3 separate regions of the Mus musculus genome follow, and regions 2 and 3 are each linked to region 1. The links are chromatin contacts, called in public Hi-C and promoter capture Hi-C maps. All regions are on one chromosome and are shown on one strand. Each heading gives the region's core, a stretch centred on a gene start, on an enhancer-like site or on the middle of the called end of the contact. The rest is flanking DNA. Distances are from core to core; before and after follow the strand shown.

Region 1 (3,681 bases), core at 466-2,965:
TCATCCCAGTAACTCTAATGTAACTATTGTGCAAATGCCTAAGACATTTTAACATCCAACACACATGAACTTAACTTACTACACCTTGATGATGTGCACAGCTTGGTGAGTTCAGACAGTCAAGTAGGAAGCAGCACTACAGCTCACCTATTCCGATTAACACAAGAATTGTAATGAAACAAGCTTTGACTTTTTCTAGGCACTCTTTCTCCTCCATCTAATGTCACTGAATGCCATGAATGGAGAATCACACCATTTCCCAGACATATCTCATCTGTTTAATACATGTGTGAACAATAGCACTATCTATGGGAACACCAAGTAACTTCCACCATTTAGTGTTTGCTCACTATGAGCAGTCTTGTATGGTGTTTATCCATACCAAGTTCTCCTTTCAAAACACACTCAGATCACACTGCCAAATGACAAAAGGAACATAGCTTCACGTGAAACCTTTTAAGTCAAAAACGTTCTCTGTTAAGCATGCAAGAGGTTAAAGGTTGATGAAATAGCAAGACATCTTCTCAACCCAAGCTTACCTGCCTCACTCAATCACCTAAGCAGTCAACACTATAATGTAAGCTGATACTATATTATTAAATCAGAGTATCTCATTTGCATTCACCTCTGACCTGACGGGCTGGGGAGAGATGACATCTACTAGGAAATAGCAGAACAAGCAGTCCCCAACTTGGAAATTCACAGGACCTTGGGTGTGAAATCCTCACAGACTGAGTTTCACTAGTTTTATTTGCACCCGCTGCACAACAACATATGTAAATGAAGCCAGCCTGGCAGAAATAGCCCTATCCCTTCCGTCTCCCCTCCAAACCATGTTAACAAGCTCAGCACTTTGCAATTCATGTTTCAGACACACAAAATATTATTTATTATGCAAACAGTAGGTCATTCAAATATGCTTTTAAATTAAATGCATTTTAAAGAACTTGGAAATTTTTATCACATCCATACACATATTTGTGGGCTTGATATTGAACAGTTACAAACCCAAGCCACACTACAAGTATTCATCTAAAATATTTACACTGATAAAGCAAGATGTATCATGACATTAAGTTCACAAAAACAGACAGCTCTCAACTTCCTTAACACTTTAATAATCGTGGTCTTCAGTATTATTAGAAGAGCATCTCTATTGTATCAAATTATTAATTTTTATAATTATTTCCAAAGTCCTGTCTCAAATTATAGAAATAAAAATAACTTATTTTTAAATTTTTTCACGGCTGCCTGCATTTCTCACCCACTTGCAATCATTTATAACAATATTCTATTCTTACCTTATTTGAAGTAAAAAACAAAAAAGTCCTCCAAAAAGATTTCTAAATGATGTGAAAATATGAGTCACAGTGTAAAAAAGAAAAAAGAAAAATAATAACGATGAAAAGATCCTCTTAGGTTGGAAAAAAAATCCAAATACTTTGAGTTAGAACTACAGAATCTCCAAAGTCACGCCTGAGTGGGCGCCCAGATTGCAAACATAGGAGTCTCTCCCACGTCCGAGTCGCACTCCTTTGTCAAGTTAAATTGGGTCCTGTGGTGAAGCGGGTCCCACTGGGCACATAGGGTTCCAGTGGGCGTTGCCTCCAGGTGCCCAAGCAGGCGATCCCTTACACCCGGGGTTCAGCACCGACACTCTGTGGACAGCACCAGCTCCGCTCACGTCCAGTTTGTCTCAGTCACTGAACCAGGATGATTCTCGCGCCTCCTCCCTCCGCAAAAGCCAGGCTGCCCGTCAACCCCGGTGTGCCCCGCCCCCACATCTGACGTAACTGTTTTGCATATTAACTCTCCAGGAGGTGAGGGGCGGCCCCTTGGCTGGGCTTCTGATGGGTTCAGCTACCGCAATCCAGAGGACCAGACTCAAGATTAAAATCAGCATTTGGGCATTGGTCGGACTTTATGCTCCATTCGCGGAGCCCAGCAGAAACTATAAAGGCTGCGGCGGTGTCTGCGCCTCCTCCTTCGCTGGGACCGCGGATCCCGGGACTCTGCGACCTCACAGCCCGCTAGGGAGACCAGGCTTCCTAGTATGGGACTGTGAGGTAAAGAACTGCGCACCAAGAAGTCATCCAGTCCTGTCTCATGCATCAGACCCTTTAATCTTCCAGACCAAACTTTCTCTCTCATTTGGTTGTGGGTGGGTACCTGATTCAGACTTCTGCTCCTATATGGGGCTCTTGGAGTGAGGCCCTGCTGCAGAAACTTGACTGGAAAAGAATTAAAAATATCTGAGCGCAGGAAGGGTATTTGAAAGCTTGTAATGCTTGCCACCTCTCCGAAACAGGATTTTTTTTTTTTTTTTTTTGCCATGTGACTGTTTAGTTTATGATAAGCTTCATAGAATTGGAGATGGCAGGATTTTAGAAGCTCATATTAATAATGCTTTGTTTGAAAGTTCTCAGCTTCAACTCTCATCGCCAAACCAAGAAGCTTGTACAGTTTTTATTATGTCCGATACATCACTTGTTCTATGAAAGATGGAACAGGCTGGAAGCAGTGTCACAGCTTTTAGCAGTTCTCTCAGTGTGTATGATCTTCCTTGTCCCAGGATGCTACAAAAAGGACTTTGACAAAGGAAGAGGCCCAGACAGGTCACATCCACAGTGATCTCTGACTTGTGAAGGAAACAAAAACCAAAAAAAACAAAAACAAAAAAAAACAAAAACAAAAACAAAAAACAACCCACCAAAAACAAACAAAAAAACCACTCCAGGTACAGCCCCATACCTTCCACACAAACTTCCTACACCTAGTGTTAATTGAACAGAAAGTAGTATATAAAACTAAGCCCACGATTTTTAATTACATAAAGCTTTTTCATAAAATGTGTATCATTTTTTTTAAAAAACACCTACTATTAAATGTGCTATTTTCCACAGGATTACACGAGTTCTTCATCGTTTTCCAGGAATCTAAGCAAACTTCTCACTGGGACCACTCCTGTGTTCCCAGCAACGTTAATTAGATGATCAACTTGGGTTTCCTGGGAAAGCATCTTTAACAAACAAAGACAATAATTCTCAGATGCAGAGCAATCTGCCATGCTTTGGTCTCCTCTGGCGACTACCAACTTTATGTTAATATATAAATGGCAAATGTTATTTTGAGCTGCTCATTATGTGGACACACATGCGCGTGCGCGTAGATTTATTGTTTCTGTTCCTGGTGCACTTTTAATGACAGTTTTAGAAACCATGGCAGGAAATGAAAGGTAATTCATGGGAGCAGGTGGGTATTGTCAATTACAATTACAACAAAGCCAGTTGAATAGCCTGCCCTTAGGCTGGCGGTGGAAAGAGAAATAACCCAGGCATTGCTTTGATGTCCTCATGCTATGCCGTCAGAGAAGATTTGATAGTTTACTGCAGAAATACATAAGACATTTTTATATAGTCTTGTAAGAATGCAAGAAAACCTATGGCAATTATTTAATCAGCGTTAATTTTCAGTTCACTCCAGTAATAAGACATTAAGGGTAGGAATCCAAATGAGGCAATCATACAATTATTCAAAGTCTAAAAAGGGTGGACTGGGAAGCTTCCAAATACAAAGGTGGGATGCTAATTGTTTTCTCATCATCTCTAAAAAGAACAGAAGAGAGCAAAGGAGAGAGAAATGAGAGAAAGAGCAATAGGAAGTAGAGCAATTCTGACAGAC
Region 2 (3,681 bases), core at 662-3,161, 660 kb before region 1:
GATGCTATTTTCTAGTCTATCCATTTTTTCTGCAAAATTCATGATGTTCTAATTTTTAATAACTAAATAATATTCTACTGTGTAAATGAACATTTTCTTTATCCATTCTTCATTTGAGGGACATCTGGATTGTTTCCAGATTTTGACTGTGTTAAACAATCCTTGCATCTCTGGCAAGAAGCCTAATTGATAATTGTAGATGATTTTTTTAATGTGTTTTTGGATTTAGTTTTTGAGTATTTTCTTAAGTATATTGGCATCAGTGTTCATGAGAGAAATTGGTCTAAAATTCTCACTCTTTGTAGAATCTTTGTGTTATTTAGGTATCAGGGTGACTGTGGCCTCATAAAGTGAGCTTGGTAATATTCTCTCCGCTACTATATGGTAGAATAATTTGAGGAGTATTTGTATTAGTTTTTCTTTGAAAGTCTGGTAGATTTCAACAACAACAACAACAAAACACCATCTAGCCTTGGTACACTTTTGGTTGGGGGATTCTTAATGACTGCTTCTATTTCCTTGGGGATTTTAGATGTATTTAGGTTGTTTATATAATCTTGATTTAATGCAGGTAAGTCAGGTCGCACATCCATTTCTTTTAGAATTTCCAGTTTTATAGAGTACAGATTTTTGAGGTAAGACCTATTGATTCTGTGGATTTCCTTGGTCTCTTGTTATGGCCCCTTTTAATTTATGATTTTTTTTGTTAATTGGGTTATTATAAGGATTTATCCTGTTGATTTTCTCAAAATGCCAACTTTTTATTTCATTGATTCTTTGCATTGTACTCTTTGTTTATATTTTATTAGTTTCTGCCCTGAGTATGATTATTTTCTGCCTGTTCTTGAGTATGTATTCTTCTTTTTTGTTCTAGAGCTTTCATGTCTGCTATTAAGTCAATTGTATGCAATCTCATTCATTTCTTTATGAAAGCACTTAGTGCTATGAACTTTCCTCTTAGCACTACTTCCATTGTGTCCCATAAGCTGGGATTGTTGTACATTCATTTTTATTGAATTCTAGGAAGTCTTTTATTTCTTTCTTCATTTCTTTCTTGTCATTCAATGGAGAGTTTTTCAGTTTCAATGTGTTTATTTTGACTTTCTATTTTTTCTTTCCTTGTTGAAGTTCAGTTTTAATCGTGTTCCGATAAGATGTTGGGGCTTACTTCAGTTTTCTTGTATCTGTTAAGACTTTCTTTGTCACAAAATATATGGTCGATTTTGGAGACAGTTCCATGAGATGCTGGGAAGTAGGTATATTCTTTTGTGTTTGGATGAAATGTACTATAGATGTTTGTTAGGTCCATTTATATTGTAATGTCTGTTATTTCCACTGTTCCTCTGTTTAATTTCTGTCTCAATAGCCTGCCCTTTGTTGTCAATATGGTGTTGAAGTGTCCTGTGATTAATGGGATTGATGTATGATTTAATCTTTAGCAGTATCTCCTTAACAAATGTGGATATCTGCTGCAGACCCTCTGGGTCCCTTTGTCTACGTGGAAGGAGTCTCTGGGTGCAGATGGGCAAGGAGTCGGCAGATGACAGACAGACCAAAACGCGAGATTGTGTAGAATCTGAATGTATTTTGTCAGGTCGCACATCAAACTCTTTATAGCAGACCTTTTCATGAATACTGCAATACCACAACCCTCCCCCCCCCTGCCTATTTCCTAGGCCTTGCTAAATTCTTATGAGTGTAACTTTTAAATATCTGGAGAATCTCCATTTGTCAGAAGAATTCTCCAACTTACTTCTAATATGAAGCTTGCTATACCTAGCTGTAGAGGAGATCTCTGTCTCAGTGGGATTCCCTAGCTCTATCATGGTATTCCCTTGTATGGGTGCTATTTGCTACTGTCCTTAGTAAATACTTTGCAGACCAGCTCTGAGCTGTTGTCCTTAGTAAATACTCTGCAGACTAGCCCTAAGCTGTTGGCTCTGTCTTTTGTAATGCTGAATTAGTTACTGAATAGATAACTTCCTTACTGCATTCTTGCCAGATTCCAAGCTTTGTAGGCTTCTAGAACCTTGGAACACTGATGGGGGCTTACGAATGTCAGAATTCAATCTTAAAAGACACTTATTATAAAATAATACTAAAATAGAGCACGTGGATCCATACACGAGACTAACGTGGGGATAGGGTATGAGTATACGGGCTAATGACAACGCCAAAGCTCCAGGAGTTGAGTTTCTGTGAAACTCTTTGCCTCATGAGTGCTTCTAGGTTTTGCAGCCTGTCAACCAGACTTCACTGGAGTGCTTAGCATTTCCCAGTGTGCGTGGCAGATATCATTACTTTTTGGGCATATACATTTGATATTGAGATATCTTCTTTGTGGATATCTAATTTGATAAGTATGAAGTGTGCTTCCTCGCCTCTTTGATTAATTCTTGTTAAAAGTCTATTTTGTTAGCTATTAAAATGGCTATACCAGTTTGTTTCTTGGATCCATTTCCTTGCAATTTTTTGTCCATCCCTTTACTCTGAGGTAATGTCTATATTTAATGTTGATATGTGTTTTTTCTATGGAGCAGGATGATGGATCCTGCTTTTACATTCATTCTCTTAGTCTGAGTCCTTTTACTAGGCAATTGAGTCAAATATAGGGAAATATTAATGATCAATTATTTTTAAATCTTATTAATTTGATTTTAGTGGGGGTAGTGTGTGTGTGTGTGTGTGTGTGTGTGTGTGTGTGTGTACGCACGTGCACATGCATTCATATGCAAACACTGGTGCAGGTATTTCCTTTCTTTTGGCTTTGCTGGTATAAAATTATTTCCTGTGTTTTCTTGAGTGTAGTTAATCTCCTTACATGGGTGTTTTCTTCTAGTATCATCTGTAGAGAAGAATTTGTGGATATATATTGTTTAGATTTAGTTTTGTAGTTTTGTTATGGAAAAACAAATCTATATTTATGGTGAGTGAATGTTTTGCTGGGTATAGTAGTTTGCAGGGGTATTTGTAGTCTTAGAGTCTCAGAGCCTTTGTCCATTAACAAGTCTCATATAATTCTAATAGGTCTGCCTGTATGTGCTACTTGGCTTTTCCCCTTGCAGCTTTTAATATTTTCTTTATTCTGAAAATTTATTGTTTTGATTATTAACTGGAGGTGGTGATATGGGGAGCTTTGTTTTCTGATCACTTTTGGTGTTCTATTTGGTGTTCAGTAAGCCTCTTTTACATATATAAGCAGCTCTTTCTTAGGTTAGAGAAATTTACTGTGATTTTGTTGAAAATATATTCTGTTCCTTTGAGCTGGAAATCGTCTACTTCTATTCCTATTATTCATAGGTTTGCTCTTTTCATAGTGTCACAAATTTCCTGGATGCTTTAGGTCTGGAACTTTTTAGAGATAACATTGTCTTTGACCAATGTACCACTTGCTTCTATCAGATCTGCTATACCTGAGATTCTGTCTTACATCTTTTGTATTCTATTGTCCATTCTTAAATTCTTAGTTCCTCTTTACTTACCTAGATTTTCCATCTCCAGTATTCGCTCAGTTTTGTGTTTCCTTTATTGCTTCTATATCCATTTCAGGTGTTGAACTATTTTACTCATTTAATTTACTCCTCTCTGTATTTGAATTTTCCTGGATTTCTTTAAGGGATTTATTCATTTTCTCCTTAAAACCTCTATCATCTTCACATAAATGGATTTAAAATCTTATGT
Region 3 (3,681 bases), core at 341-2,840, 610 kb before region 1:
ACATAAAATACTCAGTAAGTTGTATCCAAGCAGCTGATGAAAGGCGCTGGCAAGAGGTCTCAGAGAGTAAAGGCTCTGGCTGCCGACTCAGATGATTCAAGTCCTTTAATGTACATGGGAAAAGGAGACAACTCCGACAAGCTAAACACACACATACACACACACCTTGGCGCATGCGCATGCACAGCAAATAACAACAACAGAATACATACACATATATAAACATAAGTGAATGAATGTAAATCAAAAAGCAAAAAAAAAAAAACCCTCTTTTTAAAAGAAAAGCTTTTTTGTGCAATACAGAATATTGAACTTAGACATTGTACATACACAATGAATAATCATCAGTGAGATACAAATTTGTTCCTCGTCTCTATTAGACAAAACTTCAGAGCTCCAGAACTGTCACTGAAGTACAAACTGGCTCAGAACTCAGAATCTGACAGCCATTTGCAAAGTGACTTTTACAGGTGGTTGCCAACTTTTAAGAGCACTTAGATGCTGGGCAGTGGTGGCATATGCCTTTAATCCCAGCACTTGGGAGGCAGAGGCAGGTGGATTTCTGAGTTCAAGGCCAGCCTGGTCTACAAAGTGAGTTCCAGGACAGCCAGGGCTACACAGAGAAACCTTGTCTCAAAAAACCAAAAATAAATAAATAAATAAATAAATAAATAGATAAATAAATAAATAAATAAATAAAACTAATTTAAAAATAAAGAGTACTTAGTATCAGTATCACTACTGTGGATATTTTATAGAAGTTCTGGAGATGTCTGACCATCTTAGCTTTTCCTCTTCGGTTAATAAGATTCATAGATCTAGAGCTCTTGATATTGCCTGAGAATGTTGTAAAATGTAAATAACTTAGGAACAATAAAGGAGGAGACTACATAATTCCTGGGGTCTAACGGGAACACGGGAAATACCAACACATATCTGAGTAGCCATTTATCCACAGTGGGACTTAGAGCTACCTGTCTAACTTGGCCTTGGCTTCTTCAAATGGACTGTGTAATAATAGTAACAACAACAGGTATGATTTGAGCATCCCTGCAGGAGCCATATATGCAACTCTTTAAAGTTCCTTGGAGATTTTGTTTTATTTTTCAGAAATAGGTAATAATATAAGGCACCACATTTCTTTCTTAATGGGGGAAAGAGTATGGGAGAAGCCAGAGTGCTGCCTTGGAACAGACTGGTGGTCTGCAAACATTACATGCATTCCTGCCTGATCACAGCCCCACTTATCTATTTGGAGAGGCATTTATACTGCTCCTATTACCTAGTACCTGCTAAAGCTGTTTATGGAAACCACAAGGAAGAAATAACTTTTATGCTCCTTTTAGTTTGCTATAAATTCAGAAACAATTTTGCTTGAACAGCTGATCTGTGAATTAATAATGAGCGACTATAACTTTTTTTCACTACAGTATGTCAAGTACTTCCTTTGTGTTTAAAAATTGATGAGGCTCAAAATTCTATTTCTTTACATGAAACAGATTTCAAAAGCATATTGGGTAATCACCACCTCTCTCGTATGGCAAGTTGTTTTCCAAGCTCATGTCTTGGCTAGTAAAAATGAAATAAAAACAGCATTCAGCTCAGTATAAAATGTGATAATCCTCCTTTAAAGACTTCCAGAAAATGCTGTCTTGAAAAATCATGCCAAGAATTATTTCTAGTAAAATGCCTCATGTTCTGTCTCAGAAACATTGTCTATCTAAACCAACAGATTTGAATCTTTTCTCTTTTCTTTTTCACTAAAAAATAGATTTTTCTCTCATACAATACCTCCCACAGTTTTCCCTCCCTCCACTGCTCCTGCCCCACCCCACACTGTCACCTCTCCTCTCCCTTATATGAACACCCTCCTCTGTTTTCACTTTTAAAAAAGACTATGTTTCCGAGAGATGACAGCCAGAAGGACGAAACAAGATACAGTAAGACAGGGCAAAATAATGTGCATAACCTTCCCACTGAATCTATGCAGTTTCTTCCGTGTCTGTTTTGTTTGTTTGTTTGTTTGTTTGTTTCCTGCATGGTACTCAATTTACATTTACTTCTCTCAAATAGCAAGAGTGCTCTTTTAGGCCTACAGTAGGTCCCATTTACTCTGCAACTGGCCGAGAGCTTTCCATCACAGGATAACAGGACAGATCCAGGGCAGAGTTAAACTCTTGTTCTCCTGGGAAGCTGATGTCAGCTGTGCTTAGTCACAACAGCATCTGAACCAAGTCAATTTGAAGGATGCCCAAGGCAGTAGACAGCGCTTGGCTCATTCTAGCATTTTATACTGTGCCTCAGCAGATTGAGGCTGAGTAGAAACAAGGATTAAATAAACCTGAAAACCCAACCAGATCACCCATAAAGGGAAAATATTTCTTTATTTTATAAAGAAGCCATTTACAAATTAGTGTACAGAGTAAAGGTCTTCCAGTATATTCTCATGCATGCTTTGGTCTGCTCATTTTTTCTCCCATTTTTTTTTTTTTTGGCCCCTAGTCCTCCTGTTGTTTCTCATGGTTTGTTCTGCACTAGGATCCCCCTCTCTGCATTTTATTTTTTAATCACACATACTCTATTACCCTCTATTTATTTTCTCCTCCCTCCTTCCTGCAACAACTCTCATTTTTTCCTCGTGGTCCTCTTTATAGTTTCAGCACCTATGCCTCCCACATGTAAAATACACATATGCCCAGAAATTACATATAGGATTTGTGTATGAAAAAAAATCACACAATATTTATCTTTCAGTGTCTGGGTAACTGTGCTTAATATAATACGGCATCCATCTCTCAGAAAATGTCATAGAACTCTAGTTTGAATGGGTAGCACATTTTAGCAAGAACAATTCTTAAAGTGGTGTTTATATATTTACTTTATCTCATGAAGGAAAGGTTAATATTTTTCAGAATACTAGCTAAGTGTCTTCTGAGGTCACTGGGTTAAATAGCATATTATGTGGAAATAACTACTCTATGCTGCTTGAAGATTTATGTCTGGAATGGAGAAAAGTTTCCAAAGCAGCTTGAGTGAAGTAACTGAGTATAACTGTATTTAAAGACAAAGCTGATACCTCCTCTTTTAAGACTTCTTTTTTTTTAAGATTTATTTATTTATTTATTTATTTACTATATGTAAGTATGCTGTAGCTGTCTTCAGATGCACCAGAAGAGGTCATCAGATCTCATTACAGGTGGTTGTGAGCCACCATGTGGTTGCTGGGATTTGAACTTCGGACCTTCGGAAGAGCAGTCGGGTGCTCTTACCCACTGAGCCATCTCACCAGCCCCAAGACTTCTTAATGACTGATTTTTCACATGACATTATCACTTTCTCAGCTTTCTTCATAAGTTTTCTTCCTTTTTTTTCCATTTTTTATTAGGTATTTAGCTCATTTACATTTCCAATGCTATACCAAAAGTCCCCCATACCCACCCACCCCCCACTCCCCTACCCACCCACTCCCCCTTTTTGGCCCTGGCGTTCCCCTGTACTGGGGCATATAAAGTTTGCAAGTCCAATGGGCCTCTCTTTCCAGTGATGGCTGACTAGGCCATCTTTTGATACATATGCAGCTAGAGACAAGAGCTCCAGGGTACTGCTTATTTCATATTGTTGTTCCACCTATAGGGTTGCAGTTCCCTTTAGTTCCTTGGGTGCTTTCTCTAGTTCCTCCAT

What was found. Promoter capture Hi-C pulls out the DNA fragments that hold promoters and counts their contacts. Hi-C and Micro-C count contacts between places; a contact is called where the count stands out from the background.
Region 2: a promoter capture Hi-C map of embryonic stem cells shows a contact between it and region 1, with 3 times the contacts expected there. The contact joins the enhancer-like site here to the promoter of Fstl5 in region 1. A contact is called at or near these places in 8 of 39 promoter capture datasets (the C10 cell line, embryonic stem cells, hippocampal neurons and 3 more) and 2 of 115 datasets of contacts at active chromatin or transcription factors (astrocytes and pancreatic cancer cells).
Region 3: a Hi-C map of cortical neurons shows a contact between it and region 1. The contact joins the enhancer-like site here to the promoter of Fstl5 in region 1. A contact is called at or near these places in 12 of 39 promoter capture datasets (the C10 cell line, the HPC-7 cell line, cranial neural crest and 5 more), 1 of 484 Hi-C or Micro-C datasets (cortical neurons), 2 of 115 datasets of contacts at active chromatin or transcription factors (astrocytes and stem cell-derived neural progenitor cells) and 1 of 9 other capture datasets (liver).

Annotation. Positions count from the first base shown.
Region 1 is chr3:76,072,595-76,076,275 of GRCm38.p6, reverse strand. Fstl5 (follistatin-like 5) reads right to left here and starts at 1,715. Exons shown (of 16, transcript NM_178673.4): 1 at 1,302-1,715.
Region 2 is chr3:76,737,656-76,741,336 of GRCm38.p6, reverse strand. No RefSeq gene overlaps it. Among named protein-coding and RNA genes, the nearest start is that of Gm23644, 370 kb to the left of the region's middle. Within about 2 kb of position 1,911, at least 5 of the 459 cell types and tissues checked have an H3K27ac peak or open chromatin away from gene starts, as enhancers often do. A contact at or near this core is called in embryonic stem cells and stem cell-derived epiblast-like cells, where this site is marked.
Region 3 is chr3:76,678,585-76,682,265 of GRCm38.p6, reverse strand. All of the region lies in intron 15 of Fstl5 (follistatin-like 5), which reads right to left. Among named protein-coding and RNA genes, the nearest start is that of Gm23644, 420 kb to the left of the region's middle. Within about 2 kb of position 1,590, at least 12 of the 459 cell types and tissues checked have an H3K27ac peak or open chromatin away from gene starts, as enhancers often do. A contact at or near this core is called in cortical neurons, where this site is marked.